2 separate regions of the Zea mays genome follow, and region 1 is linked to region 2. The links are chromatin contacts, called in public Hi-C maps. All regions are on one chromosome and are shown on one strand. Each heading gives the region's core, a stretch centred on a gene start, on an enhancer-like site or on the middle of the called end of the contact. The rest is flanking DNA. Distances are from core to core; before and after follow the strand shown.

Region 1 (6,201 bases), core at 3,068-5,567, 530 kb after region 2:
GACGCTGTCTCAATTTTTTTTCCTTCCCCGAACGCAGCAGTCCGGTCGTGTATTTATAAGCTGGAGGAGCATGCGCCTAGGCAGCAGTTGCACTGAAGTGTGCGTGAGTGGGAGAAGGCCACGGGAAGATACTGGCGTGCGTACGTGCGTGATCGTGGAGAAACTGGCTTCGTGGCTTGGGCGGGAGAGAGAAAACAAATGATGGGTTTTGATTGGTTTGGCGCGCAGGCGCGGAGACGTCTCCCGGATTTGGAGACAACGCACGATGGAATGTGCACTGAGATGGACGTTGGCCACATGCACGCTCGTGCATTGATCCTATTCATTTATTATTTTTGTATTGTTCAATATTATTTATTTCATATATACTCCTTTTACTTTATTCATTTTTAGAAAACACCTGAGATGGTCGTGTGCACGTTCGTGCATCACTTCTATTTATTTATCTATCTTTTTTGTTATTTATTTGTTTATATATATAGTTTTGTTTTATTCATTTTTGATAACATGCAATATTTACCCATATATATGCTGGTAAAATTATGCTAAATATTTTTTATATTTGCTTTATTTACACTTATACCATCAATTCGTCATCTACACATATCATATTTTTCGCTAATAGTTTCAACAAATCTTCAATTAGTGCGCGCATATAAAATCACATTATATGATGACTGCTTATTGGTAATATATTTACACGGATATATATTTGAAGCCATACATATTTTAATATCTTGGTGTGCTAAACTTTTAGAGCACAAGGACATTACAAATCAATGGCTACTTTAAATATTCATTTATTTATTTATAGAACATTTGCTTATTTCGTATGCATCGAAATTTAAAGGCCACATTAATCGAAGTCATTTAGCCTGCATAACATATATTTTGATGAGGCCAAAATCCGTGTCAACACTAACTTAGTTGTGATGTAGGGGCAGAGGCCTAGCAGTTGGTGGTGGTACCATCGACAGTGGTTGCCGGCCTGATGGGTGCGGCGAAGGGCGACGCGGGGACCTCGAAGGACCCGTGGTCGAAATTTTGCGCCGTCGTTGGAGGCGGAGGCGAACTTGCCTCGGTCGTCGTCGCTGCTGGCGTGGCTGCGTCTGCTGTGCAGAAGCTTAGATTTGTTAGTGTATGTAATTATTATCCATATATATATGGTAATTTTGTTCTGTTGTACTGAGTTTGGTGTTTGATGTCAGGTGACTGCCTTCGCGGAGCAAGTTGCCTCAGGGGCGCTGACCTCGCAGTTTGTTTCTGAGAGGAGACGGCTCGAGGGAAGGATTGAGCGCCTTCGAACGCAGCACACGGAGGCAGTGAGGGATAAGTTGATGGCTCAAAACAAGAGCTGAAACCTCCTCGAGAAGCTAATAGCTCTGGAGAAAGAAAAGGAGGACCTCGGCCGCCAGCTTACCGATGAGAAGGAGGACGCGAAAAAAGCTCGCCCGGAGGCTTAGGCTGCCCACAAGCGCACCACCGACCTGGAGCTAGAGCTAAAGAATATGCGTGGCCACCGTGAAAGGACGGAGTCTTCCACCCGTGCTAGGGTTGAATGGGCGCACACGCTTTTCGTGGATGCGTACCGGACCTTGGCACGCAGACCGCCCCTTTTGACGAGTTAGGGGAGGAGGTGGGGGTCCGCTTTCTGGGGTGGTTGCAAGATGATGGACTCGCTCCCATCTATCGTGATGGGTCTCAAGTCCTACGCGTCTCTCGTTACTTGCGAGGGGCTGCGAATGCTTTGTCTCATGAGGGATGCAGACATTTTGAAGTTTTCGACCGAGCGAACGAGGACTTCAATTGTGGACTCTTCCAAATTGAAGATGACGTGCTGAAGCACTTCGCTGGGGCACTTTATGATAGGATGTGGGGTCCCCACGGCCGCAACATCGTTCAGGAAAGGGCGGACCAAGCGCTGGCGTAGGTATGTTGTTGGTTTGGCGAGGGGTGTTGTGTGTGTTCGTTGTTTGAAAATGTTGTTGTGTTGTCTTCACTGGTGATGAACAAAGAAGATGTGGAGGACCTCACTGGCCTTGAAAGCTCGGTGACCCAGAGAGATGCTTCGGTGGAGGCGAGAGCCGAAGAGCAAACGATGCTTCTAGGAGGTGTTGTTGAGGGTTGCGCGACAACAGATGTCACACTCGGGTTTTAGGGGTCCAAAACCCGGGCACGAAATAATCACCAGGTGTGCTGGGATCAAGTCTCACTCATATGATGAATAGAGGTACATAAACGAATGTCACATCTTTACTATATAATAGGAGTTATGTACAAAATAAATAAATAATTACATCATAAGGAGACAACGATCCAGCAACCCAAAGTTGACTGGGAGACGACAGCCTAGACCTGTCACGAACTTGTCACAGCATCCTCCATACGCCTCATCCTGCGGTACCTGTTCTTGACCTGTGGGGGGGGGTGTGAGACAGCAAGAGTGAGCTCACATATGTTCATCGCTCAACAAGTTGTGGGGAATAATGTGTATGAACTCGCCAAAGGTGGGAGCTCATGTGAAGTGTAAGGCTTACCAAAGAGGATGGTTAGAGCTGAGTACTGCTTTTAAAGTTGGTCAAAATTTTATTAGCAATTACTAAGTATAAGTAAATTTCAACCTAATTAAGTAGTAGAACAAAAGTAATAACAACACCTACAATGCAATGCATATGACAAATTGAATTTAGTTCCATAAATTAATTGAGTGTCCGAGCTGCTCATGACCGTGAGCATGGCTAGTATACTAGTTTTACACTCTGCAGAGGTTGCACATGTTTACCCACAAGTCATGTTACCCATCTGCCAAGGGGTCATGGATCCCATACACCTCTACCAAGGAAGCGAGGCAGGGTAACACTATGAGGCCTTTACAAAGTTTCACTAGCTTCAGAAAACCCGCTACAGTTTCTAGGAAGCTCCAATGCAGGGATCCCTCGCCTGACCGCCATCACAACAAAATCAACCCAAGGACCTCCCTACACTGACCACTCCCCTACTGCCCTTGCCCCTTTCGGGTAAGGTAGTCTTCCACTAGCTTTCCTAGTTAGTCAGCCAAGGGCGTCCCATACCACCCTTGTGGTAGCACTGTTTTCCCAGGTGGTTCTCCATGTTCCAATTAACATAATGATCTTATCATGAACAGTAAATAACAAACTAATAATAAAAGTGTGATGGTGAATAATGTATATCTCTATACCCAAAACCACATAAAGCAATAGCAGGTACTACCCAAAAATTCAGTGGTAAACAAGGTATAAAGATAGTAAAACTAGGGTAACCTATTGGGTCCCATCAAAATTAACCTATGCAGATCATTATGAGTAATAAGAACGTGATTGGGTAAAAAGAAGTGATCAATGGCACAACTTGCGTAGGACTTGAGATTCCAGGTACCAGGATGATCTTCTGGTGACTCGTAATCTCGCGCTAGTCATAGCAATACAAACAAACAATGTATATGCTAAATTAACATCACATCAAACATAAGTACAAACTGAATAATAATGATCTACACGAAGGTACGAGATCGTGGGTTTGAGAATCACTAAAATCAGAGTTATGGTTAAAGAATTAGGATTTATGGCAGATCTACGTGGTTTAAATATTAAATTATATTATAAACTGGTTAGTGTATATCATATGAGAGACTATTCTATAAATAGTTAACTCAACCTTAATTTTAATTATAACTTAACTAGAGATCATATTTTTAATCAAACTATAATTATGGATTGGTTAACTTCGATTAGAGGAGTTAATCTATTAAACATAGGCTAGACAAATTTCTAATAATAAAAGTATAAGGTGTGATAAATGTTAGTGTCATACTATACATATATGATATTATTATGAATCTAACGCAATTCGAACGGATCAATTCGGAGTTACGGTTCTAAAGATACGATTTTCCGAAGTTATTAAGTGCTTGGCACGGGATAAATTAGGTAAACAATTTTAATCTATGTTTCATGATAAAATAAGGTTACTAGATGATAAAAAATATTAAAATGAACTTAATGCAATTGGAATGGATCAATTCCGAGTAAAAACGAAGGAGATATGGTTTTTCTACAATTCTAAATTTATTTTCGTAGCAAAAACAATTTCCAGAAATACTTTATAACTATCAGGGCTATTTTGTAAATTTCTAGGGACCTAACCGTAATAGTTTTCAACCAGCGAGGGATGTCGGTTTGGTTTATAAAGAACTCAGGGTTTCTTTTGCATATTCGTCCTACTGAAGGGGTATCTCGCCACATGAGCCCTTCGATCCGACACCGACGGCCCAGATTAAAAGATCCATCGCATGAACCGGTACGAGCTGTACACCGTCAGATTAAATAACTATGGTCCAGATTTTTATTATGGCACAAACCAGTTTCCACCATCCGATCACCCAGCAACGGCCAGATCTTTATGAGACGAAGGGGTATCCACGATAAAATCCAAGCCGTCCATCACGGAATCAATGGTCACAAGACCTTCTTCCCCAGGGCGGTGGCCAGGACGCTTGAGTCCGAGCCCCATTCGGCCATTCCCCTCGCCAGAAAGCGACGACGCGCCGGCCACCCCGCGGCGGAGGGCCTCCCGGCGACATGCTAATGCTAGGACTAGGCCACTCCCCACCCAACACCTAGGTGCTAAAGCTTGAAGGAGCAACGACGAACTCGATGGAAATAGATTTACCCGAAATCATGGTGGCAATGAAGCACTCCACGGTCCTATGTGGTTTCACGGCGACACGAAAACTCAGCAAGCAATTCCCGGAATCCCAGTCCTCGACCGCGCTCGTAGCTGCATCGGACACGTTTTGTGAACTCCATAGATCACTCATGTCCACCTTGCGTACTCCAAAAGATGGTGTAGGATGAGATCAACAGCGGCGGCCTTCATCGCCCTGTTTCACGGTGGGGGGTTGGCTTTGGGGCGCTCAGTTTTGAGGGAGGATAGAGGGGAGGAGCGGCCCCCATTTTATACTCCGAGGAGCACGACCTGAGCAATCGAAGTCCGAGCTCCAAATCTCGCCATGGTGGTTCGTCGGGTGGAGCAGGGTGCGATTCTGTTGTGAGCTCGATGGGGAATGCTGACGGCGTGGGTCCCAGAGGTCAGTGGACGACTTCCAGTGCGCGCTGAAGAGGTAGCCGACGGAGCAGGCTCCACATGGAAGTGCCACAAAAGAAAAAGAAAAGGAAAGAGCGTAGAGTGGGCTACACGGAGGTGTTGGTGGGCCGAGACAAAGGGGTTTCGGCCCAGATAAGGTTTGATATTTTCTTTTCCTCCCCTTTTTTTCTATTTTCATTCTCTCTTGTCTACTTAAATTCAAATTCAGGTTTCATTTAGATTCAAATTCACATCAAAGTTTGAGTTTAACTTTAAATGCACAGACAAGACTCCAAGCATGAGTGCAGGGTTTATTTTTTTATATTAATTGCATTATTCATTTAAGCAAATACTTGTAAGTGTATATTTTATACACACCAAATATATGTTTTAATGAAATAATTTCTATTGCATAATTTTATTAAGAGTTGGTTTAACCTAACCATTTTAGATAATATCTCTAAACATTTTTTAAAAAATAACTTAATATATATAAGATCATTAAATCTTTTATTATTATCTATATTTATTTTAGGAGATGTGACTTCAAAAATTTAAAAATTATTCTAACTCAACATCTTGGGAAAATTTTACATAATTCTCAAAATGAGATTTTGAGGTGTTACAGCAGATACTTCGGTGCAGGTTGAGATAATGTAATAGGGGGTAGACTGATAGTGTTAGTTTTTGTATGATACTGAAGATCGGTTGCTGCGCAGGTTCCGGCGTCCGGGCCTGTGCAAGTAAACCCTGATGATGTTATGAGTGATGATGTTTTGATGGATGCAAATGCGATGTCTCTTAGTGGTAATGTGTCGGGGGAATCAGATTTTGGGTTGTGGTCTTCGGAGGGTGGAAAATTGGGGAGCCCTTTTTCGTGGACGGATGATGAATCCTCGGAAGATGATTTAGACTATTTTGCAGCGTTGGATTTAGCTGCAGCGGAGTCTCCGTTGAGGACCGTCCCCCGCGAAGCGTCGGTGACTTTGATCGGTGCGCTCCCAGGTGACTTGTGAGGGCGAAAAAGATGGGGGTGTTGAAACAAAGCGTCTGTGAGTCTTCGCAAGGTGTTAGAAGACATCGTCGAATGGGCATGGA
Region 2 (6,337 bases), core at 1,853-4,352:
TCAAATACGTTCTGAGAATGAGAGAAGATACAGAATTCGTTCCCTCGTTTCCTTACCACACAGAAGTACCAAAAGTTCTGTTGTTTGGACTATTGGGCTTCACATTTTCTGTGCTGGCTCCTCTGATCTTACCTTTTCTGCTGGTGTACTTTTGTCTTGGTTATGTTGTATACCGCAATCAGGTGAGAAGCTAGAGGATGTATCCTTGTTATTTACCCCAAATTTATCTGTAGCATGCTAATATACTATTCTTTTCAGTTGCTCAATGTGTATCGAACAAGGTATGACACAGGTGGTTTGTATTGGCCAATTGCATACAACACAGTCATATTCTCACTTGTGCTCACCCAGATCATCTGCCTTGGTGTATTTGGCCTTAAAGAATCGCCGGTAGCTGCAGGCTTCACTGTACCTCTTATCATCCTTACTCTTTTGTTTAACCAGTACTGCAGAAACCGGCTTCTTCCATTATTCAAGACTTTTCCAGCACAGGTAATAACGTTAGTTCTTTAATAATATCATGTTGAAATGTCAGTTGCTATCTTGTGATGTTGACTGCTGCAATGTGATTGTGCAGGATTTAATCGACATGGACAGGGAAGATGAACGATCAGGAAGAATGGATGAAATTCACCACGGACTTCATTCTGCTTATTGCCAGTTCGCTGACACTGTAGATGTGCCCTTGGATAAAATTGAAATCGTTGGTGGGGATGAGGAGCAAGGCTCTAGCTCGGGTCAGTCCAGTGTTAAAGAAACGTGCGAGGATCCCAAGAAGCACCTGGCTCACCCTACACTAAAAGGACTCCCTGTTAACCGCCTCCGGCATGCCGTGAGGTCGGTTACTTTCCTGATCAGATTGCAGAGAAGAGGTTTATCAGAACAGAAAATCGGATAATTAGTTAGCCGCCAACCCCCTTTGCTTGTTGGCTATATAAATGTACAGAGGCATACATGCATATACGATCGTTCCCTTAGAAGAGAGAAGGGCTAATGTAGAAGTCTGTGGGAGAACATCATCATGAGTGTTGAGGTGCAATTTTGTTTTGTCGCATGGATGAGTTTGTTGGTTCTGCGGGTTATCTGGCAGATTCAGCTACCCAAACCTTAGCCTTGCACGTTGATGAAATTAATGCTCATGGTTTTGTTGTAAGAGATTAATGTGGCCAAAGTGATCTAGATGTATAATGTCCTCCTCTCCATTGGTTTGTGTTTGAGCCTCGCAACTTTAGCAGGTCTGTTAGTCTTCATGCGCCAATCATATTGAGGTATTGAGAATTATACTAATTGGTTTGTCTGACAAGCTGTAAGCATGTTAGTCCATGCTGTCGAGCAGCAGGTGTGGAGGTTCTTAACATGTAGCATTGAGCTGGTATCTGCATATCTGCAGCTGTTGGGTATCATATTCCTTTTTTTAAGAACATGACCTTGGCGACGTCTTACCACGTTTTTTTTATTGAAAGTAGAATTACGCGATGCAATCATAAGAGACCCTTATACCGTAGGTTATAAACCATAAAAGATCATAAGAGACCCTTATAGCGTAGGTTATAAACCATAAAAACTAATTTGGAAACAAGTAGATTGGAGAGTCTAAAATTATATTTATATTTAATTTAAATATAAAGAGGATTTAAGCCTCTCAAGCCTCTGACTCCCAAACTAGTTCTAGCTCTAACGGAAAAGAGAATTGAATTAGCTAAAATCTCCATCCTATGGAAGAGGATTTTAGCTCCCCGAGGATTTGTTTGGAAAGGATATTGGATGGAATTGAGGAGCCTAAAATCTTATTACTATTCTAACAAACCTTCAATCCTCTTCAACTCCTTTGTTTCCCAACTAGTTTGCTTCTCAATTGGTTCCGACTGGTAGCATTTTCAACGGAACATGTCTTTAAAGATGGTTTTTACTGTAAAGGTCTGTTTGGGAGCAAGTGACAAGTGTAATGAAGATGATTGAGGAAGCTACAATCTCTTACTATTTAATTTTGAATAGTAATAGATTATAGCAACATCAATCCCCTCCAATCTACTTATTTTCGAACACACTAAAGTGCATCTGTAATAGCTCCTTAAAACCTTAATCTCAATCCTCTTTTTAGAGAAAAAAAAACCTTTCCAACCGTTTTCTAGCTGTGCTCCTTAAATTGCCGCACGCGTATATCACCCCACACGCGGCGCAAATATTCGCCGGGCAGGCAGGCACCGTGCTCCCAATCCGCCGCTAGTTTTCCAATTCGCGCGATTTCCTTTTGGCGCCATCCGTGAGCTTCGGCAGCAGGTATCGCGCGAGGCGCTGCGTCCCTGTCGAGCAGACCTGCTCCCTCCTCGAGCAACGGTACGCTTCCCTCTCTGTGGAGTTCGATTGCTCCAAGGACGAGGCCGCCCAGCTTGCCTCCTCCCAAGCGGAAATACATCCACGAGTAGATCGATTTGGACGCAAAGGACGAGCGACTCCGGCTGAACTCTGAGCTAATGGAGATGTTGTTGGAGTTGTTGGACGCAAAGGACGAGCGATTTCCTTTTGGGAGTTGTTGGAGTATTAACAAATTTTTTTAGGAACTAAATTTTTAAGAGGTTCCAATTTTTATGTATTAGGATAAATATTTTCAGAGCTAATGGAGATGCTCTAAGAGATGGTTTTCCGAGAGTGTTATAAAATTCAAGTGGTATTAGAGGTGGTTTTTACGATTTTTCCCTGTCATGTAATGTATCAAGATGTGATCTATATCATTGGTTTCTGAGGAGCTATGAATCACTACTACTTTATGTATTTCAGCCAGGATGTTTTCATTTACTAGCAAATTATTTTCAGGATGCTGGAGGCATGGCTCTACAAGATGGGCCATTCTGATATACTCCTACATGAGGCCCACTTATTGAAGGCAGGAGAAGACGTTTGGGTTGGGCCCAGTCGAGCAAGGACCGTGTGGTCTGGCGCGCGGTCGACGGCATGGGTCGCGTGGCCGTCGAAGAATAGCAGCGCACGTGTCCAGCTTTCAGTGGCATGCATGCATAGCCGGCCAAAAAATAGCAGCGATTCGTTGCTACAAAGAGCATGCATCTGGATTGGAACAGAGGCGAATGCCGCATGATGCGTCGCCGAGCCATGACGATGACAATAGCCGCCGTGCTCTGCCTGCTCCTCTTCTCTGGCCGTCTCGCCGCGGCGGAGAAGACTTTCCGCGGAGGCGGAGGCGGAGGCTACGGCGGGTTGGAGGCCGGTGGCGGAGGCGGCGGCGGCGGCTACTCCACCCCGAGCGAGGCAGCGCCATCCACGCCTGCCGCTGGGGAGACGACGACCCCTTCGTCAGGCGGCGGTTACTCCACCCCTAGCGAGGCAGCGCCATCCACGCCTGCCGCTGAGGAGACGACGACGACTCCTTCGTCAGGCGGCGGGGGTTACGGCGGTGCAACCGGCAAGGCTTCCTCAGGCGGCGGCGGGCTGGACCCCGACGGCGACCCAGAGGTTGGGCTGAACGGGAAGGCGATCGAGGAGATCGTGAACGAGCACAACGTGTTCCGCGCCAAGGAGCACGTGCCTCCGCTGGTGTGGAACGCGACGCTGGCCAGGTTCTCGCAGCAGTACGCGGAGACGCTCAAGGGCAACTGCCAGCAGATCCACTCGTCGTCGCCGTACGGGGAGAACCTGATGGAGGGCACCCCGGGGCTGACCTGGAAGATCACCGTGGACGGCTGGAGCGAGGAGAAGAAGAACTACCACTACAACTCAGACACCTGCGACCCCGGCAAGATGTGCGGCCACTACAAGGCCGTCGTCTGGAAGACCACCACCAGCGTCGGCTGCGGACGCATCAAGTGCAACAGCGGCGACACCATCATCATGTGCAGCTACTGGCCGCCGGGGAACTACGACGGCGTTAAGCCATACTAAAATATATATCGACCCATTGCATATATATGTTGCAGAGCTTTTTATTTTGGCAACATATCTAGTGCACATGATCTGCTGGTACACATCATACACATATTTCGTATGATTGGATGTATGCGCGAGCGCATGCAGGCTCGCCTAATCCTGTCCCGCGGGATACGGCCGATTCCCCGCGCCCTGGGCATGCAAGTGAACGAGCCCTTTTTAGATCTGACCTGCACCGACGCATACCGGCTCGGATAGTGCTGTGCAGGTAAACAATCAAACACGCAACTACAGTCAGCAGCTACGGTCAACGCATCCCACGGGCCTGGACACAGCCGGCCAGGAAACCAATCATACGGATTAAATCCTGTCCTTTCATTTAAGATCCAGTGTCTTACAATTATCTCATCTCTCTCCTGCCTTTTTGCTAAAATGGCCTCCCATCTCTCTCACTTCCTGCCATGTCGTTTTTTAGAAACCCGCCCGGCGGACTGTTTATGTCCTTGATTAGAGCGGTGGGAAGATAAACAGTCCGCTAGATTTTTTTGCGTGCTAGATTTTTTTCTTCCTCCGGTCAATCAAATATAAATGTATTGTATAGGTGAATATATAGTGGCGTTTTCATGCACCAACAGGCTGAACGAACAAGATCAATGAGCATATTAAATCTAGTACATGTATAGTGTGCTCAAACCGGTACCGTACTCATATGCGCATATTAAATCTAGAGCGTCTATTACACATCCGATGGCAACAACCAATTTTGCGAAATACTCCTTCCACCTCTCCCCACATCCCAGTGTATTAAATCGCGGGCTAAGAGGTTTAGCGGCTGGGTTCCAGAACAGCTAAGTCCAGCTATAACCGGCTATAGCGGAAGCTAAACATTTTAGCGGATTTGCAAAAAAAAAAAAATAGAGTATAAATTTGACACAGATGAATAGACAACAAATTTGATAGTCATACATATTGTCATACATATAGGAGTTCAGCTCTATACATGACTGCCGTAAAATGTCTGAGCAGCTTAACTTAAAACAAAATGTCTGAGCTCAGCTTAACTTAAAACAAAATGTCTAAGCTCCAAGACATTGAGATCATTAGTTTAGTTCACAGTTCACCCAAAATGACTGTCCACAAGGTCAAATATAACATTGTAATCTAGCATCAATCAGAATCAAAGGCATGTGGAGACTTATCAGATTCAGAGGATTCCATTGCAATGTCACCATCTTCTGAATCTGATGAGGACTGCTGCACTTGAACTTGAACATCACGCATCAGAGACTGGAGGCTTCTTAACTTCTTTCTAGGCTTCATAGACCTCTTTCTTTTTGCTTGTACTTGAACTTGTGCTTGTGATGTTTGTTCTCCCTGTGATCTTCCATCTTGCGCTGGTTCAACAACATCATTCGGAAGAGGTACAATACCAGTAATGAATTCATTGTCATCATCACCAACAACATCATCTACTTCCCTCTCTAAAGGATCTTTGTCTATTCTCTCCTTCTTTCCCCTTAGCTTGGAGTTAAATTTAACAAACACAAGGTCTCTCATCCTATCATGAAGTAGCCTGTTTCTCCTTTTTGTATGAACCTATGAGTGAAATAGTGAACATAAGATAATATGTTTGAAACAAGATTTGAAACAGTACAATAAATATGGTTTTCTATGCATTTGGATAGTAGAGCTTGCAGTTTTACTACTAAAAATATTCACAAGTGGCCAAACAGATCCCACATAAGTGTATTTACCTGTTCAAATACGGACCAATTTCTCTCACAAGCTGAGGAACTACATGTTAGATTTAGAATTTTTGAAGCCACCATCCTAAATTATAGTTCAGCTGTTGACCAGGTTTAGGTACATGGTACACGGAGAAGTCAATAAAATTGTTTAAAAAAAGGTATCAATAGAGTGTCCAGATTGTTAATCTATTTGCAATATCAAATGCCCCATCGCAGCTCCACCTTTTTTTTGCAGTGTCTATACTTTTATATATATCCACCATGGAATATTTTGAATTAAAGTTCATCTGAAAGAAATAGGATGATACTCAAGTGAATGATACGGTAAAACAATCATAACTACAAGTCAATTGGTTGTCTCAAAAGACATCGACGGCACCACCAGCAGGACAATAAAGACAAACCATGAAACCGTAAAAGATGTGGAGCTTACTTTAATCACAAAAAAATGCTGCAGAAAACATAGCTACAAGGGACTACACTATTGAAAAATACATGCCTGTTTGCTTCTCTTGCTGAGACATGGTGCCGGTTCAACTGAACAGCAATTGGAGGTTGGAGAGTGGAGAGAATACTATTGGAGTGCTGCCCTGATTGTTGCTACTTGCTTCATTGCTTGCCGCCAGCAGGGAACCAACGTGTTGAACTTGAACTGTTGAAGCCAGCCGCCGCCATCAGGTTGAAGCCAGCCGCAAGTGCCTTTTGGAAAT

The links. A called contact is a pair of places that touch in the nucleus more often than the background predicts.
Region 1: a contact with region 2 is called in a Hi-C map of leaf, with 7 times the contacts expected there. The contact joins the enhancer-like site here to the promoter of LOC100194144 in region 2. A contact is called at or near these places in 2 of 25 Hi-C or Micro-C datasets (bundle sheath and leaf).

What each region holds. Positions count from the first base shown.
Region 1 is chr3:108,391,269-108,397,469 of Zm-B73-REFERENCE-NAM-5.0, forward strand. No RefSeq gene overlaps it. Among protein-coding and RNA genes, the nearest start is that of LOC109945263, 22 kb to the left of the region's middle. Within about 2 kb of position 4,318, at least 17 of the 20 cell types and tissues checked have an H3K27ac peak or open chromatin away from gene starts, as enhancers often do. A contact at or near this core is called in bundle sheath and leaf, where this site is marked.
Region 2 is chr3:107,863,750-107,870,086 of Zm-B73-REFERENCE-NAM-5.0, forward strand. It overlaps LOC100194144, which reads left to right and starts at 3,103. Exons shown (of 1, transcript NM_001139195.1): 1 at 3,103-3,976. The coding sequence starts at 3,109. The coding sequence ends at 3,894. LOC103650301 (CSC1-like protein RXW8) reads left to right here. Exons shown (of 12, transcript XM_008675906.3): 10 at 1-182; 11 at 259-492; 12 at 578-1,208. The coding sequence ends at 898. It overlaps LOC103650300, which reads right to left and starts at 5,723. Exons shown (of 2, transcript XM_008675905.3): 1 at 5,634-5,723; 2 at 4,823-5,475. The coding sequence starts at 5,708. The coding sequence ends at 5,047.